Regions from separate parts of the Zea mays genome. Here region 1 is linked to region 2. The links are chromatin contacts, called in public Hi-C maps. All regions are on one chromosome and are shown on one strand. Each heading gives the region's core, a stretch centred on a gene start, on an enhancer-like site or on the middle of the called end of the contact. The rest is flanking DNA. Distances are from core to core; before and after follow the strand shown. Region 1 overlaps LOC100282664. Region 2 holds the start of LOC103648246 (L-type lectin-domain containing receptor kinase SIT2).

The links. Hi-C and Micro-C count contacts between places; a contact is called where the count stands out from the background.
Region 1: a contact with region 2 is called in a Hi-C map of leaf, with 3 times the contacts expected there. The contact joins the enhancer-like site here to the promoter of LOC103648246 in region 2. A contact is called at or near these places in 2 of 25 Hi-C or Micro-C datasets (ear and leaf).

Annotation. Positions count from the first base shown.
Region 1 is chr2:239,323,630-239,327,842 of Zm-B73-REFERENCE-NAM-5.0, forward strand. LOC100282664 reads right to left here. Exons shown (of 10, transcript NR_178051.1): 9 at 3,566-3,637; 10 at 2,995-3,488. Among protein-coding and RNA genes, the nearest start is that of LOC100282664, 12 kb to the right of the region's middle. Within about 2 kb of position 2,797, at least 10 of the 20 cell types and tissues checked have an H3K27ac peak or open chromatin away from gene starts, as enhancers often do. A contact at or near this core is called in ear and leaf, where this site is marked.
Region 2 is chr2:239,237,307-239,241,756 of Zm-B73-REFERENCE-NAM-5.0, forward strand. It overlaps LOC103648246 (L-type lectin-domain containing receptor kinase SIT2), which reads left to right and starts at 2,629. Exons shown (of 1, transcript XM_008672733.2): 1 at 2,629-4,450. The coding sequence starts at 2,682.

The DNA.
Region 1 (4,213 bases), core at 1,547-4,046, 86 kb after region 2:
TGCCAAATCCATAACCTTCGTTGAAAAGTCTAAGCTCTATTAAATGATAATATTTAAAAAACCAGTCAGCTATATTAATTGTTTGAACAAGGGTGTACACAATTTAGATTATGCTCCAGGAGAGTGCTAGCTTGTCGGCTTGTCCAATTAATTAAATTGGTCTTACCTTGACTCATACAGGTGCTAGCTCAAGTTCTAATAAATCTGTGGAGTTTAAATAGACCATTGTTGCCAAAATACTATACAATATCATCATGTGTGCTATCATGTTGTGTTAAGGTAATAATTAAAACTTACTAACCCAAGTCGGGTGCATATCTAGTTAGCTCGTTGCCTGCCCAGGAGGGATGAACCTCCAGCTACTGGTACTTTTATTCTCTGAAACGAACAACTAAACCTTACTCTCCTTGACCATGCATCACATTACCACCATCGCATTAGAACTTTCCTTCTACATGCATACCTAATGCTCTACAGACGCCCAGTTTGCATTGCATGCAACTGTAGACCTGTAGGAAAGATACATGCATGCGCCAACCGCAATTGACATCGAGCAGCATTGACCTGTTTCTCCTTGCAATTCGCAAACAAAGAATGGCTTGGCCTCAATCCGTGCATGCAGACAACTTCTTCAGTTCTCCACATCACAATTGACTCGGTTTATGGCCTGGGTTATTTTGCACTTACATTATCCTGGACATCCAAAACCAAAGCCTAGCAAAGAGTAATGCATGTGACATATAGGAATATAGCTACCTCGTCCAGCCTATCTCCAAGATTTTAATTCACTGATCAGCGTAAGCGATCTGATTGAGGCGAGTTCACGTTGAATAGGAGGGGATGGTGGTTACCGAGATTGGGAGGCCACGCCTTGGTGATATGCACAGCGTGATGGAGTGACTCGCCTCGCCTCCATCTTCTCGGCCGTGCACAGCCCCAGCTCAGCGCCTCAGCCCCGACTTTGGCCATCGGCGAGCGCATCCCTCGCAGTCCCGCATGTCCTCCTCTTCAGTCGCCTCCTCCGTGCTGCCGGCCACCGAGAAGCCTACGGTGGCACCGTTCAGGCCCTGGAGGTTGCCCATCACTGCGGACGTTGTGTCCGGAGCGGATAGGCGCCTCAACGGTATCGCTCTCGCTGGAGATAGACGTTGTCTCTAGATCGAGGGCCACCCTGAGGAGAAAGGGTAAATGAAATCCACTTCCGAGTGCGACTTGCGGGAGCTGAAACGCCAGCCGATGGAGAAGCTCCTAGGGAACCCATTCACCACCTCGTGCAGATGTTGGTGGTCCTAGTCTATCTCCCCTCCATCATCTTTTAAGAACTCGCCTCCTCCTCCTCTAGTACCAACACCAGCCGAGCCTCCGCTTCTTCTGCACGCCGCAAGTCGCGCCCACCGCGGCTGCACCGACGAGCCCGAGGAGGAGACTAGTGGCAAGACGAAGCCCACCTAGGTGAGAGGACAACAGATCTGGAGAAGGTATGACTGGATCCACATTTGGAGGCCTCAGATCTAGACAACCACTGACTAGATGTTGTTAATGCAGGGGGGAGCAGCGCCGATGGGGCCATGGGGGAGGGTTGCCGAGGCGAGGGGAGCAGCGCTGAGGGGAGCGGTGCCGACGCATGGGCTGGGGTTGGGAACGCGTGCACGGGAACTGGGTTGAGGGTCTAAGCTGGAGGTCGAGAGACGTGCCCTAGGAGAGGGGGGCCTAGGGGCCTGTTTGTTTACCCCAATGGATTATATAATCTGGATTATTTTTGGAGGATTATATAATCTAGATTATATAATTTGGATTATATAATCTGAGTAGTCCTGTTTGTTTACCCAGTTTATCTGGCGTGTTTCTGTTGGGCGGCGGGCTTCTCCGATCCGATAGGCGCAAAAACGATTTGGTAGATTATAATGGCAATGGTGGGTAATTTCTAGGAAACTTGAAAGGGTAGTGGGGAAGTGGGAAAAAAATAATCTGAAATAAGCACCTCCTCACTTGCTTATGGATTATCATAATCCAAGGGGTTAGATTATATAATCTGGGCAAATAAGCTAGATTGTTTGTTTGCCTCTGAGGATTATTTAATCCAGATTATATAATCTGGGGGGTAAACAAACAGGCCCTAGGAGGCAGAGTTAGAGGGGAGATGCGCGTGGGAGTGCTGGTGGTGGGGCTATGGGCAGAACCGTGCACCATGGTCTACGTTAGGTTCTTATAGAGTAGTAGAGATGTGTTGGCTACGTCCACATATTGGTAATCGCAGTTTTGATCTGTGCTCACACATTAAAGTCCTATATTGATCTCTCATATATTCCATCCGTTTATAAATATATTAAATCGTTGACTTTTTCTAAAAAAATTGACCACTCGTTTTATTCAAAAAAGAGTTATAATTTATTTTTTGTGATTTTTTATCACTTAAGGCAGTTTGTGTTTGACTTAAAATTTTATATTTTTAAAAAAATATTTTGAATGAGACGAGTGGTTAAAGTTTTTTAAAAAAAAATCAACGGTATCATATATTTGTGAACGGGGTAGTAGTTATTAGTTAGTGCACGTGTTGTTTTTACCTATCATATAGGTCTCTTATATATTAGTTAGTGGTCTGATATGGTTTCTATATAGATAGACTTTATTTAAATATGATATTTATCTAAACACGATCTAAACCGGATGTGGTGAGATGAGATGAGGTTTTTTTATCATTTTTCTTCTATGCTCGTGAAATCAGAGATAGTGAGAAATAAGGCATTGTATTATATATGGCTAAATAAGTCATGTCTAACAGATTGATCCGAGACATGGCCCATTTAACAATACCATGGCCCGGCAAAATAACCATACCACCTTCACGGTCTATAGTGATTATATATATTTTTAAAAAAAATGATTGATATATATATAGCTATAATCTCTATCTTGTATGTAACCTAATATTTAAAATATCTATCCAGTATAAAACATAAACAATGCCATGGATTGGCAGCGGGAGGACCGTGGTTCGAGCGTAACTCAGCCGAAGCTTATAAAACAATACACCATCAAGCTTATAAAAAAATGAATGCGGCTGCTCGACATAACTCAGCCGATGCTGTACCGTGACCGTGAGTGGTCATGTGATTCAACCAAGCCTCAACTCCCTACTACATCATGTGATCCAAGAACAACACATTTATTAATGCCAAAAAAGATCAGACTCAGACATCTCATGGCAAAAACAAACTACTTGCACCAAGATGCAGGCAGCAGGCTCTCCGGTTGCAAAGGCGATGTGTCATGGAACTGATACGCCGAGAGATTTCAGGCTAGTAAATATGTAAAAGCAACGCGAATTTACATTAAAATTCAATGGCATGGATTTAACCGGTTCCGAGCCTTCGCTCCCAAAACTGAACGGAAGTAAGCTTCCCACAACAGAAGTCATTAGCCAAATGGAAAACAACAACATTTGCCAATTCCCTTCAGAAACGCGAGTCCCCCTCGTTCTTCAGGCTCTGCGAGGATGGTATGAATCAATGGTCGATAAGATAGTATATGAGAAAACGACAGCTATTTTGCAAGGAGTACAAACCAGTCTTTTGAAAGATCCACCGTGTACCAACTTCTTCAACTTCTCAGCATCAGACTTCGCCCGGTCCAACGCCTGCAATACAAGGCAGGTCAGGAAAACATTGCATGGTGCAGTAGCAATCATGATTTCAATTAGTTTCTCTCATTTAAGTTATTTCCTGGCCATTTTGTTTCAGATCATTGTATCCATGCATTAGAAGATACTGAATTTATGTTATCCTTTCCAATTCCTGCCCTATGAGTAGCTTCCATCAGACCACTGTCATATGCTTACGGTAAACTGGCACCTGTTGCTAAAAACAACTCATCCTGAAAGGATACTAAGAGTTACTATTTATGAATGAACTATGTAAGATTAGTGTAGATATTGAAGTACTAAATTCCTCCAATCACAAATATAAGTCTAAGTTTGTCCTAGGTCAATCTTTTTTAAAAAATTTCTCTAGAAATATTTATAAAATATATTCCTGTCTCTATCCTGAAATATAAGGCATCAAGCATTCATAATTTGTCCAAAATTATAAGAGATTATAGGTGAAATACCACCGCCTCCACCCACACATACAAAAACATTCTAGTTTAAAAAGGCAGCATTAATGCCTATAACCAACTCAAATATGGTAATCCCAATCTCTCTCTACAATTAAAA
Region 2 (4,450 bases), core at 1,379-3,878:
GGAGCCTGCGGCGCCAACGGTCACCTGCTCTGACAGGAGTCGGACAGGCAACGGCTAGGCGCACCGGACAGGCTACAGTGCGCTGTCCGGTGCACCACCGGACTGTCCGGTGCACACCGGACTGTTCGGTGTGCCGCAGAGAGCAGCAACTTTTCTCCAACGGCTACAATTGTGTTGGGGGCTATAAATACACCCCCAACCGGCCATTCTCAAGTGTGAGAGCCCAAGCAACATACCAAGACACATAGTGCATATTTCCAAGAGCTCAAACACCCAAGTGCTTAATAGAATCACTCGGTGATTAGCGTAGGTGCTTTGCGAAGTGCTTAGGTTAGTTAGACCGCTTTAGCGCTTGCTCTAGGTGAACCCTAGTTAGTTGAGTGAGTTTTGTAAAACCACACAACCCCTCGGCTCTTGCGTGAGTCGTTGTAATTGTACCGAGTGGGGCGAGAGTCTTGCGAGACCGTGACAACCGCGTTTGTGTCACGGCCGCCACCGTGTACCGGAGGGAACGAGGCCCGCGGCGTTTCGGCCGGAAGCTCGATAGTGGAGACGGCAGGGAGCGTCCGAGAGGAGCCGGAAGCGGAGCACCACTTGCGCGTGGAGAAGGCCCGTGGCTCTCTACGGAGTTACTTGACCGTGGTGCTTGGCCCTCGCGTGGGCTTCCCTTTGCGTAGGGGCACCAACGAGGATTAGTCGGAACCTTGCGTGGTTCCGGATACCTCGGTAAAAATACCGGCGTCTTCCACGAGAGTTTGCTTCTCTACTTAGCTCTTTACATTCCGCATTTATATTAAGCATTTAAGTTTCAATCTTATTGTCATACTTATTTAGTGTAGATTGAAACTTAGCCTTTGCGGTAGAGATAGCAACACTGAGACAAAATCGAGTTTGCACATTCTAGTTTTGATTATTTGCATAGGTTTTGCTCTAGGGATTTATTTGTGGCCTAGTTTAGTAAAAGTTTTAGGAGTCCTAATTCACCCCCCCTCTTAGGCGTCACCCGTTTCCTACAGATGTACCCAAGCCAGTCTGCCACAGTCACAGTTAGGCACGAGGAGTTCAGGAGGAACAGGAGCATCCTTACTAGATACGTCCGGATATAACTCCCGAGGACGACCTCTCTTCTGCCACAACGCCTCTCGGTACATGTCTTTTATCTAATAAACGATTATAATTATCACTTGTACCTATTATGCTTTATAATAAGTTTACACAAACTAATAATCAAAATGATAATATAATAGGTGTATACAAATTATTAAACTAACAACCCAATATACAAAACGAATCAGTTGGACATCATACCTTGGTCTACGAAGTGAACCAACTCAAATCTTTGAATCCAGCAAATTTTGACGAAGTTTGGAAATGGGATGAAATGAGCTGCTCTCGGCCAGCCGCGCGGGCGTTTTTATAGGAATTCGTAGCTCGGCGCCAAGATCTGTGGCGCCGAGCTACGAGGCCGCGCCGCCACCACGTCGGAGCCAGGTAAGCCCTAGGCGCAAGTAGCCGTTGCTGCCACGTCATAGCTCGGCGCCATAGGCTGTGGCGCCGAGCTGTGTTAGCTCGGCGCCACAGGCTATGGCGCCGAGCTAAGGGTCCAAAATTGAGTTTAAAATTTTTTTAGGTCTAAACGTGATTTTAAATCTGATAAAGGGCTAAAATACAAAAAATAACATTGCTGCTAGTCGGATAACATTTTTCTAAAAAGAACTAGGTGCTAAGAAAACTGTGGTGATCCGTCGTCATCTGGCTACGAGTAAGAGGCTAAGAGCCGTACTACATTGCTGATGAAACCGTTTCATGTCTCATACATGATAGAACTTTTGGATTTCCCCAAGAACCCTAACCTCTAGATCAATTAATCAAAAACATAGATCGGACCTCTATTTATATTTGACACTGTCACGTTTGTCGGTTCAGATCTGCGCTAGGGCAGCAATGGTTAAAGAAGCGAGCTCGATGTCAGTGGTGAGCTTCTCGTTGCTATCAGCCTCCCTATAGATTGGTCTAGGGTTGAGATGGGGAATTGAGACGTAACCTCGTGTCGAGCCATCAACCCTCACCACTCTATTTATAGACTACGTAACAGGAACCCACTAACCTCGTCTTGGACTGGACACCCCCGATTAGGATGCGAGGTCATAGTTAGCCGTTGGGCCAACTGACGGAATCAATTCTAACACTACAGAGTGTACATATATGAATATATGGTGAACCCATGAACCTTGCAGTAGAGAAACTGTAAGGTAATTTGTGTGGACTTAAAACAATAATCATTACACTAATTTGTGCTGTGATGCCTTAATTGTCTGGTGCCTGGTGGGCTAGGCTGGAATTCCTAACCTTCACTGCCCCGCCTACACGTTGTGCACTTTGACTACACTTGGAAAACACCAGTCTGCTGGTCCTAGCTGCGATAGCAAAGCTTGACCTGATGCCGGTCCGTTCCAACCATCGACTGTTAAAAGATCCTGATGGCGATACAGCAAACTTGCTTGACCTGGTGCAAGTCTTCGGGCCCTACACTCGGTTGAGCAGAGAACGACACAATCCTATGAATTAAAATTCACCACCAGAGAGTACTCTTTATTAATTTAGCTGAATAGCTTCCTGTGACTCGACTCGATCCATCGATATTGCAGAGAAGACCAGGCCTCGTCTGTCTAGCTGATGTGATGAACATGCATCAACCTTGCTTTTTACAGTATCTCCTCCTCATCCTCGTGCCTCTGCTGCTGTCTGCCTCTGCTTATGATAGATCAGGTGAGTTCATCTTCGATGGTTTCTCTGGCAACGATCTAATAACCATGGATGCTGCTTCTGTCACCAATGGCCTCTTGAGCCTCACTAGCGGGCAGAAGGAATTGAGAGGTCACGCTTTCTATGCTTTCCCTCTCGATTTCACAAGTGCCGCCGTCCCAAATAGCTCCGCCGTTCTGTCCTTCTCTACAACCTTTGTCTTTGCCATCATCGGCCCATATGATGATTTGAGTGGCCATGGTCTTGCCTTTGTGCTTTCTTCCACCAATGATTTGTTTACTGCCTTGCCTAGCCAGTACCTAGGCCTTCTCAATTCATGGAATGATGGTAACTCATCAAATCATCTTCTTGCAATCGAGCTTGATACCATACAGAGCACCCAGTTCAATGACATCAACGACAACCACATTGGGATCGACATCAATAGCCTGTCCTCCGTTGCCTCACACACTGCAGGCTACTACACCTCCAATGGAGAGTTTCATCCGCTGAAACTTATAAGTAGAAAACCGATGCAGGTGTGGGTGGACTATGACAGCAACCATATCATGTTGAATGTCACAATAGCACCTTACTTCATGTCGTCCACCAAACCCAGCAGGCCACTGCTCTCGACTATATTCAATCTTTCCTCTATTTTGCCAACCGCAACAGTATACGCTGGGTTTTCCTCCGCGACTGGCACACTTAACTGCAAGCATTACGTTCTTGGCTGGAGCTTCAAGCTCAACGGAGAAGCTGCATCACTCAACTACTCCGCCTTATCTGTCAAGACTATCCAAGAACTCGCACAACAAGTTCCAACTAGCGATCACCCAGGCAGCTACAAGGTTCTGATATGCAAAATTCTCTTACCGATCGTTGCAATTTTCGTACTTGTTTCTGCTGTTCTTGTTAAGGTCCACATGAAGAGGCGATCACAAGAAAGAGCTGAACTAGACTGGCAGAGGGAGTATGGGCCTCCATCTTTCACCTACAAAGAATTGTTGGCCGCCACTCATGGATTCAAGGACAAGATGCTTCTTGGTAGAGGAGGCTTTGGGAGTGTGTACAAAGGAGTGATGCCTATCTCTAAGCAGATAGCTGCTATTAAGCGAGTGTCGCCGGAGTCAAGGCAAGGGATGAGGGAATTCATGGCCGAGATCACCATCCTCGGTCATCTTCGCCACCGCAATCTGGTGCAGCTGATTGGGTATTGCAGCCATAAGCAACATCTTCTTTTGGTCTACGACTACATGCCAAATGGAAGCCTTGACTGCTATTTGCATACTCAAGATCATGGCAACACCAATCTATGCTGGGCTCAAAGATTCCACATCATCAAAGGTATAGGTATAGCATCTGGTCTCTTCTACCTCCACGAGGACTGGGAGCAGGTTGTCATCCACCGGGACATCAAGACCAGCAATGTCCTTCTCGATAGCGAGATGAATGCGAGGCTAGGTGATTTTGGCCTTGCAAGATCCCATGATCATGGTGCTGATGCTCACACCACGCATGTGGCAGGTACGTACGGTTACATTGCTCCCGAGTTGGCCAGGCTTGGCAAGGCAACCAAAGCAACTGACATCTTTGCCTTCGGCGTGTTGATGATGGAGGTCACCTGTGCAATACGGCCAATATGGGTGAACACCACCGATGGGGAGCCTCTGGCCCTAGCAGACTGGGTGCTTGCTGCATGGCA